Linked DNA regions of Cricetulus griseus: region 1 is linked to region 2. The links are chromatin contacts, called in public Hi-C maps. All regions are on one chromosome and are shown on one strand. Each heading gives the region's core, a stretch centred on a gene start, on an enhancer-like site or on the middle of the called end of the contact. The rest is flanking DNA. Distances are from core to core; before and after follow the strand shown.

Evidence for each region. A called contact is a pair of places that touch in the nucleus more often than the background predicts.
Region 1: a contact with region 2 is called in a Hi-C map of fibroblasts, with 5 times the contacts expected there. The contact joins the enhancer-like site here to the promoter of Calm2 in region 2. A contact is called at or near these places in 2 of 8 Hi-C or Micro-C datasets (fibroblasts and liver).

What each region holds. Positions count from the first base shown.
Region 1 is chr5:89,196,625-89,200,167 of CriGri-PICRH-1.0, reverse strand. No RefSeq gene overlaps it. Among named protein-coding and RNA genes, the nearest start is that of Epcam, 79 kb to the left of the region's middle. Within about 2 kb of position 2,052, at least 3 of the 6 cell types and tissues checked have open chromatin away from gene starts, as enhancers often do. A contact at or near this core is called in fibroblasts, where this site is marked.
Region 2 is chr5:89,106,763-89,109,843 of CriGri-PICRH-1.0, reverse strand. Calm2 (calmodulin-2) reads left to right here and starts at 1,799. Exons shown (of 6, transcript XM_027417991.2): 1 at 1,799-1,925. The coding sequence starts at 1,923.

The DNA.
Region 1 (3,543 bases), core at 803-3,302, 90 kb before region 2:
TATGGATGCATCCTGGAGGCAAGAGCTTGAGGCAACTGGTCATAGCGCATCCACAGTGGCAGGAAATAACATACCAGTGTGCTCAGTTAGCCTTCCTTTTCCTGGCTTCTTCCTTTTTATGTGGCCTAAGACCCAAGCCCAGAGAATAGTGCAGTTTAGTTGTTTTTTGTTTTGTTTTTTTTTTTTTTGTTTGTTTTCTAGCCAATTGAAGATTTTTATTTCAGCCAGCTGGGACTACACTCAGGTATTCGGGACCCAAGTGTAGCCCAGTGCAGGCCACTTTTAAGGTGGGTTCCCCACCGCAGTTAGTTCGGTCAAGAGCACCTCTTGTGGTATAGCCAGAGACTAACACAATCCAGACAATCCCTCACAGGTGTTCTCAGTGGTCTGTCTCCTAGGTGATGGCAGATCCTGTTAAGTTGATATTAACCATCAAGGCCTAAAAACTTAATATCCATTGTTGGTTGAGTCCGTGGGTAAAGATCCTGCATACTGAAATGTATCCTGTCAGTGGATACATGGCTGCAGCCCTCCCTCACCTCACACACACACCATTGCCTGGGCTTTTCTTACCATATCCAAAATAAAACAAAAATGGTAGAAACTAATGTCACGTGGATTTTTCCCTTTTACTTTCATCAAAGACTTTGACAGTTTTCTTTTGCATCTACATATGATTCCTTTGTATGAGGCACTAAGTATATTTAGTCACAGAGATTGAGTGGTGACCCTCAGTGGGCGGGGAGAAAGTATGGAGAGTTATTGTTTTGAATGAGTATGGAGTTTCAGTCTGGTATAATAAAAAAAAGTTCTAGATATGTACTTCGGGATCGTCCATAGGAAGTAAAGCTACTAACTGCCGATGGACTAGCATGGCTCAGGTGGCAAATTTTATCACACCAGAAAGTCTGTCTAGGGAGTCGTCTATGAATTGGTTGCAATGTGTTTCTGGGTCTCTCATTAATTGATGGGTTAAAGGCAGCCACTGACGGGTGCTCATGGATATTTGCATAAGATTTATGATTTTTCCCCCTTTTAATAAGTGGTTAGGGAACAATCAAGGAGGGAGGAGGGAGAAATTCGAGCAGGGTGGGAATTGGGAGTAAGGTTGAGAAAGGAGAGAGTAAGAAAAGAAAGGAGAGGTCAAGATAAGGATGGGGGGCAGGAAGCTTACTGCAGGAGAGGGAGGAGCAGGGCAGCAAGGGAGGAAGTGGGAAGGACGCTCTCCCTTCTCTTGAAGGAAGTCTTTCTTTTGACTCTGCCTTGTGAAGCTCTCTCTGTCTCAGTCTGAGAAGGAAGAAATTATTTTCTGCCTCCGCCGTTTCCCAGGTCACCAGTTATATTAAGCCAAAGTCCCTTGGTGGCTGCTGTCTATAATTTTCCACTCCCCACCCTTTTGAGTCAGATTGCAAAATAAGGCCATTTTGAAACTTGGATTTCTCCTGGTCAAGGCAGTAGAGATGTGACACAGGACTTTTTCTGACCCTGAGGAGCTCAGGCAGGGTCTTCATGGAAGGTGTGGTCTTAGATCAGCAACTGGATGGCTAGGAGGAGGCACCAGGGGTGCCAGGACCCTAGGCTGACCACCGGAAGTGCTCTGTGCTATTTCCAGACTTTTACCAGGGGAGGACCAGAAGTTCTTACGACCCCTTTAGGGGGTTAGAAGCAGACTCTTGGCCCTGAGAGGTCTCCACTGGCCTGGCAGAGATCTGAGAAGTCAGCCATTTATTGCTCTAACAAAGCCTTTTCCTAATATGACCCCCCTCTATCTTTCCAGACTTACTCTTGGGCTGTGGTGCAGTCAGCCTACTGGCCACTCCCTGTTCTCCCCATTGGAATGCCTGTCCCCTCTCCCCACCCCAGCACACTGATTCACACTTTTTTTTTTTTTTAATTTCCAGGCAGAGTGGCTTATTTCCTACCTGGAGCAGTCATTCTGTATCATAAGCATCTGTATTTTCCCACAACACTCACTGCTCTGGCTTGTACTTACTCACTTCCCTGTCCACCAGTCTGCTGGGAGGGCCAGAGCCCAGGCTTACTCCTGGCCAGTCCCAGGACCTGGCTTAGTGCCTGGTGCATTCATTAGCTTGCTTGTCAGCTTCTGGAGCCCTGACTATGTATCAGGCTGAGCAGTAGACAGACTGATGAAAGGCTAAATTTTCATGCGTTTACATTTTGGTTGGGGAGGCAGGCAACATACAAGTAAACAGAAATAAATGATGTGTTGGACAATAGGCCCAGAGAAGGTATTACTGTAGACTGGGGATTTCTCTAATAAAACAACTTTTTTATGAAGATGGGGGGGTGGTGATGGGGGAGGTGGGGAGTACTTTAAAGAGTATTTGTCATAGTTAAGGAGTAGCAGGGTAGGCAATATGGCCAGAGAAGTGAATGGTGGCTACGACAGACAAGGGGTAGTTGAGCAGCAGTGGCTCAGAGGTGGTGTGGGTGGCTAGTAGCTTCAGTGTTCATTGTAGGGGATGAGGAGCAAGAGACACACAGGTTTAAAACCCTCATGATCCGCCCCCCCCCCCCCCCCCCCCCAGATAAGGTTTCTCTGTGTAACATTCGTGAAACTCGCTTTGTAGACCAGGCTGGCCTCGAACTCAGAGAGATCTGCCTGCCTCTGCCTCCCGAGTGCTGGGACTAAAGGTGTGGGCCACCACCACCACCACCACTCCACAAAGCCCTCATGATCTTAAATGACCTCCTGGATACTTTGCTGAGAACAGACTATTCAAAGCTCAGATTTTGGGAAACTCACAAAGACGATCTGTTATATGGGACCAAATACTCAGGCACCTTGAGGATAGTGGGAGCTTGTCCTTGACTGGGCAGGAAATGGATGCCCTGTTCTATTTTGTCTGCTCCCCTCTTGTTCCTAGATAACAGCCTCCACCATAGGATTTTCTGTTCCCAGACACAGGACAGGCTTAGACACAGGACAAAACATCAGAGACAAGCAGATAGCTCTGACCTGCCTGTTATGGTGGAAGCTTCACCCCCGCCCCTGGCATCCATATACCCAAAGAGTCTGGAATATTCTGGTGGAAGTTCCACCAGAACCCGCCTCCCCATCTCCCTCCAAACCCTGATGCATCTCAGAAAGCCCGACAAATGATGACCCCTCCCCCAGAGATGCTCAAGACCACTCCCACAGAGTATTTAAACTGCCCCCTGGAAAACAGACTCGAGGTTTTTCGGCCTCTTTTCCTGTCTCTTCTCTAGGGGACTGGAAGGCCATTCCGGAACATTGTATCCTTTAAACATGGGCTTTTCCCTATTCGGTTTGATTTGGTCTGATTTGGATTGCTGCATGGGTAGAGAGGTTTATTGGGGCACAGAAACTTTTTATTGCCAAACTGAGGCACGGACACTGCCTGTAACAGACTCTTGCAGAAGGGTAAGGTGGACTGCCTGGAGGAGGGGCTCCCTATCTCTAGATTTAAAAAAAAAAAAGGCAGGAGAAGCCAGCCTTTGCTTGCGGCCCTCCCACGGCACGCCTGTTGGCTCTGAGTCACCTTCAGATCGGCCCTGACA
Region 2 (3,081 bases), core at 550-3,049:
TTATGCACCCATCCTCTTAAAATCCGTTCCCTAGAGGATGTGATTATTCATTCTGTCATTCAATTTCCCACCACTAAAAATTTCATATGTAAAATCACTGCATGCTAATGGAGTGCTGTGTAGAGAGAGAATATTTTTAGTGAGTCAGCTGAAAGAAAAAAAATCATTAGTATGTCTTCTGAGGAGGAATCAGGGACAAATTCCTGGGTATACCTTGGGAAAGCTTGGAAGTTACCAGAATGCAGCGTACTGGGATGGTGGCCTCAGACTAAGTAGAGGTGGCCATTTGGCCATTTAAAAATAATAGTCTCACTTAATGATCTTTATTTCATTTAGGATAAGGTTAATTAGCTCTCTTTCCTCCCAATATTAGCAAGGACAATAGAAACAGAAATCTGAGGGTTTTTGTTTGTTTTTTTGAGGGGACCTTCTTTCGAAAGGGTTTCGGGTTTGTCAAAGCTCATCTAAAGGCCACTTAATGTCTGGTTGGTTTGCATGATTGAAAGAGGACCGAACTCTGGCTTCAGTTAAAAATGGAGTGAGGGAGTGTTTAATTTGGAAGGGAAAGGTTAAAAATTCAGCTGAAGCTCTCAAATTGAGTACAGATAGCTGTGAGCATCGAAGACATTCTTGATGAATGGGAAATGATTGTGAAGGCAGGCTTCTTTTCAGTAGGTGAGGTTTCATTCCTGCTAGCGTTAAAAAAAAAAAAAACCAAAAAAACAAATGCTGTTCTCTAGGTTTCGATGGTCTCCGTGTGTGTGTGTGTGTGTGTGTGTGTGTGTGTGTGTGTGCGCGCGCGCGCGTGTGTGTGTGTGCGCGCGCGCGTGTGTGTGTGCGTTTACTGGGAAGTTCTTTCTGGGCTTTGCCATCTTCGGAATTCTTTCTGGGCCGTCCTTGCGCCATCAATCTTCTCCGGCCACTGTATGTTGAGTGTTAGACCCTTATTTCCTCTTCAACTTCCGGCACCCTTTCCGGAGCTGTCTATTTTGAGCTTCTCATTTCAAAGGGGGCTGGCTACCTGGGGAGACCCGCAGCACGCGCTCTCAAGACACTGTGGGTCTGGGTGGCTTTCTGATAAATTACCGCTGGGCCAGGGAAGCAAAGGGGAAGCATCAGCGGAAGCCCCTTTCTGATTAGTCCGTCAGCTGAGCTGCATGGGTTCTGCACCGTGGGACCGAAGACGAGCGGCTTCCACGATGCAGCAAACCCTGACAAGTCGGGCGCCGGGGGGCGGGGAGGAGCCCTTCACGTTTATTGATTTATCCATTGGCTTTAGATTGTTTCCATCGACCCCTGCATACGGGGCGGGTGGAGGAGGGAGGAAGGTCCTGTAGCCAAGCGCAAAGCCGGCCGGCCTGAGCCAGCCACGCCGCCGCCTGGCGCAGTTGCCAGGACGGCGTAGCCGGCCCGGAGCAGCAACGGCAGAAGCCGCACCGCGTTCCGATCAGCGAGGGCGAGTGACGCATTGCAGGTACAAACCAGCCAATCAGGAGCGAGCTCAACGACCGTCGCCGCGCCCTCAGCCGCCACCGCCGCCGCCGCCGAGGTGCTCCTCCGCGCCGCAAAGTAGCGCCTTCCCCGGGCGCGACTCCGCCGGCCTTGCAACGGCCGGCCTGGGAACGAACCCCACTTACGTCATCCGTCCCTCTGCTCCCCCTTTGTCCCTGTCCCGCTCTGCCGAGTGACTGTGGAGAAAGGGGGTCTCCCGGAGAGGTCCGGGGTGGAGGGAGGGGGAAGGGGGGGAGGGGAACCGGCCGGGACTCGTTCGCTGCGTTCCGTTATCTGGCGTGAGGCGGAGGGATCTGGCGGAGGGAGGTGTTTATGAGGCGCCGGGGGCCGGGGAGGAGAACTAGTCCGAGTGGAGCGGGCGAGCCGAGCGGTTGTGTGTTCGCGTCTCGGAAACCGGTAGCCCTTGCAGCATGGTGAGTGCGTAGCCGAGCTGCTGGTCGGGGGTGGAGAAAAGATGCTGAAGCCAATTGCCTCGAGAGAGGGGGACCCTCCCGGACCCCTCCCCTCCCTGACACCCTCGACGAGCCGGCTTCGCCGGGAGGATGGCGCAGAAGAGGCCGGGAGGCCCCCGCGACGGTTATGTCGCAGGTGTTTCCCCCGCTCGGGTTCTCCAGGGTTTCCTCTTGAGTCCGCTGCGGAACTTGGCCCGGGGAGGATGGATCGGGGCGGCGGGGGTGGTGGTGCGGGGCGGTGTGGTTCGTCGGGGAGGGCGAGCGAGCGAGCGCGCGCGCGAGCCACGCCGTAGCTGCGAGCCGCTTGAAAGGGCAGCCCAGGGGGCCCGGTTTCAAACCGCCAACGGCCGCCACCGAGCGCGGGCGCCAGGAAGCGCCTTTGTCCGCCCCGGCCGCCATGCGCTGAGGGTGGGGGAGGGCGGGGAGGAGAGCGCGGGGCCCCCGGGGCGAGCGGGCGCCCGTTAGCCCGCGTCCCCCGCGAGGGCGAGTCGGGCCGGGCCGGGCCGGGGGCGAGCTGTGTGGGTCGAGCCCGTGTGAGGTGCAGCGGCTGGGGGTGGGGCGGACGGGCGCGCGGAACCGGGAGCCGCCGCCCGGCTCGGCTCGCGCCCCAGCTGCTGCGCTGGCACCTGCAGGACTGCGGAGGTCTGGGCGGCCCGCGGCGCTGCGGGGATGGGCGGGGGAGGGACCCCAGCAGCTCATCCCCCCCCCCGCCCGCCCGCAGTGCTGCTTGTTCTACTCCATCTGCTGCTGGCTTCCAGCACCAGGATGAATGCTTAATTTTTAAATTTTTTTTTTAACGGTCGAAGAAAGCAAGCTTTTTCTTTTTTTCTCTTTTGCCTGAAGTCGGGCGCTTTCTCCAAAGAACACAGCTCGTAAAGCGAAAGCAGCCAACTTCAGTTAGGGCCTCAAAGGCGTTTTCCGCCCACAGCCTAGGCAACCGGGAGAAAAGTGTTAAAAGTAGCAATTAAGGGGCGGGTCGTTAAATTCCTGAGTGCTCAGGTGCACTCCGGCTTACCTCGGCCACACGCGGCGTTTTCCTTGAAAACGACGCCTGTGTGGGTGTCGAAGTCGCCGTCTGATCTTCGTTCTTTTTCACAGTAATGGTTGTCAGGGACCG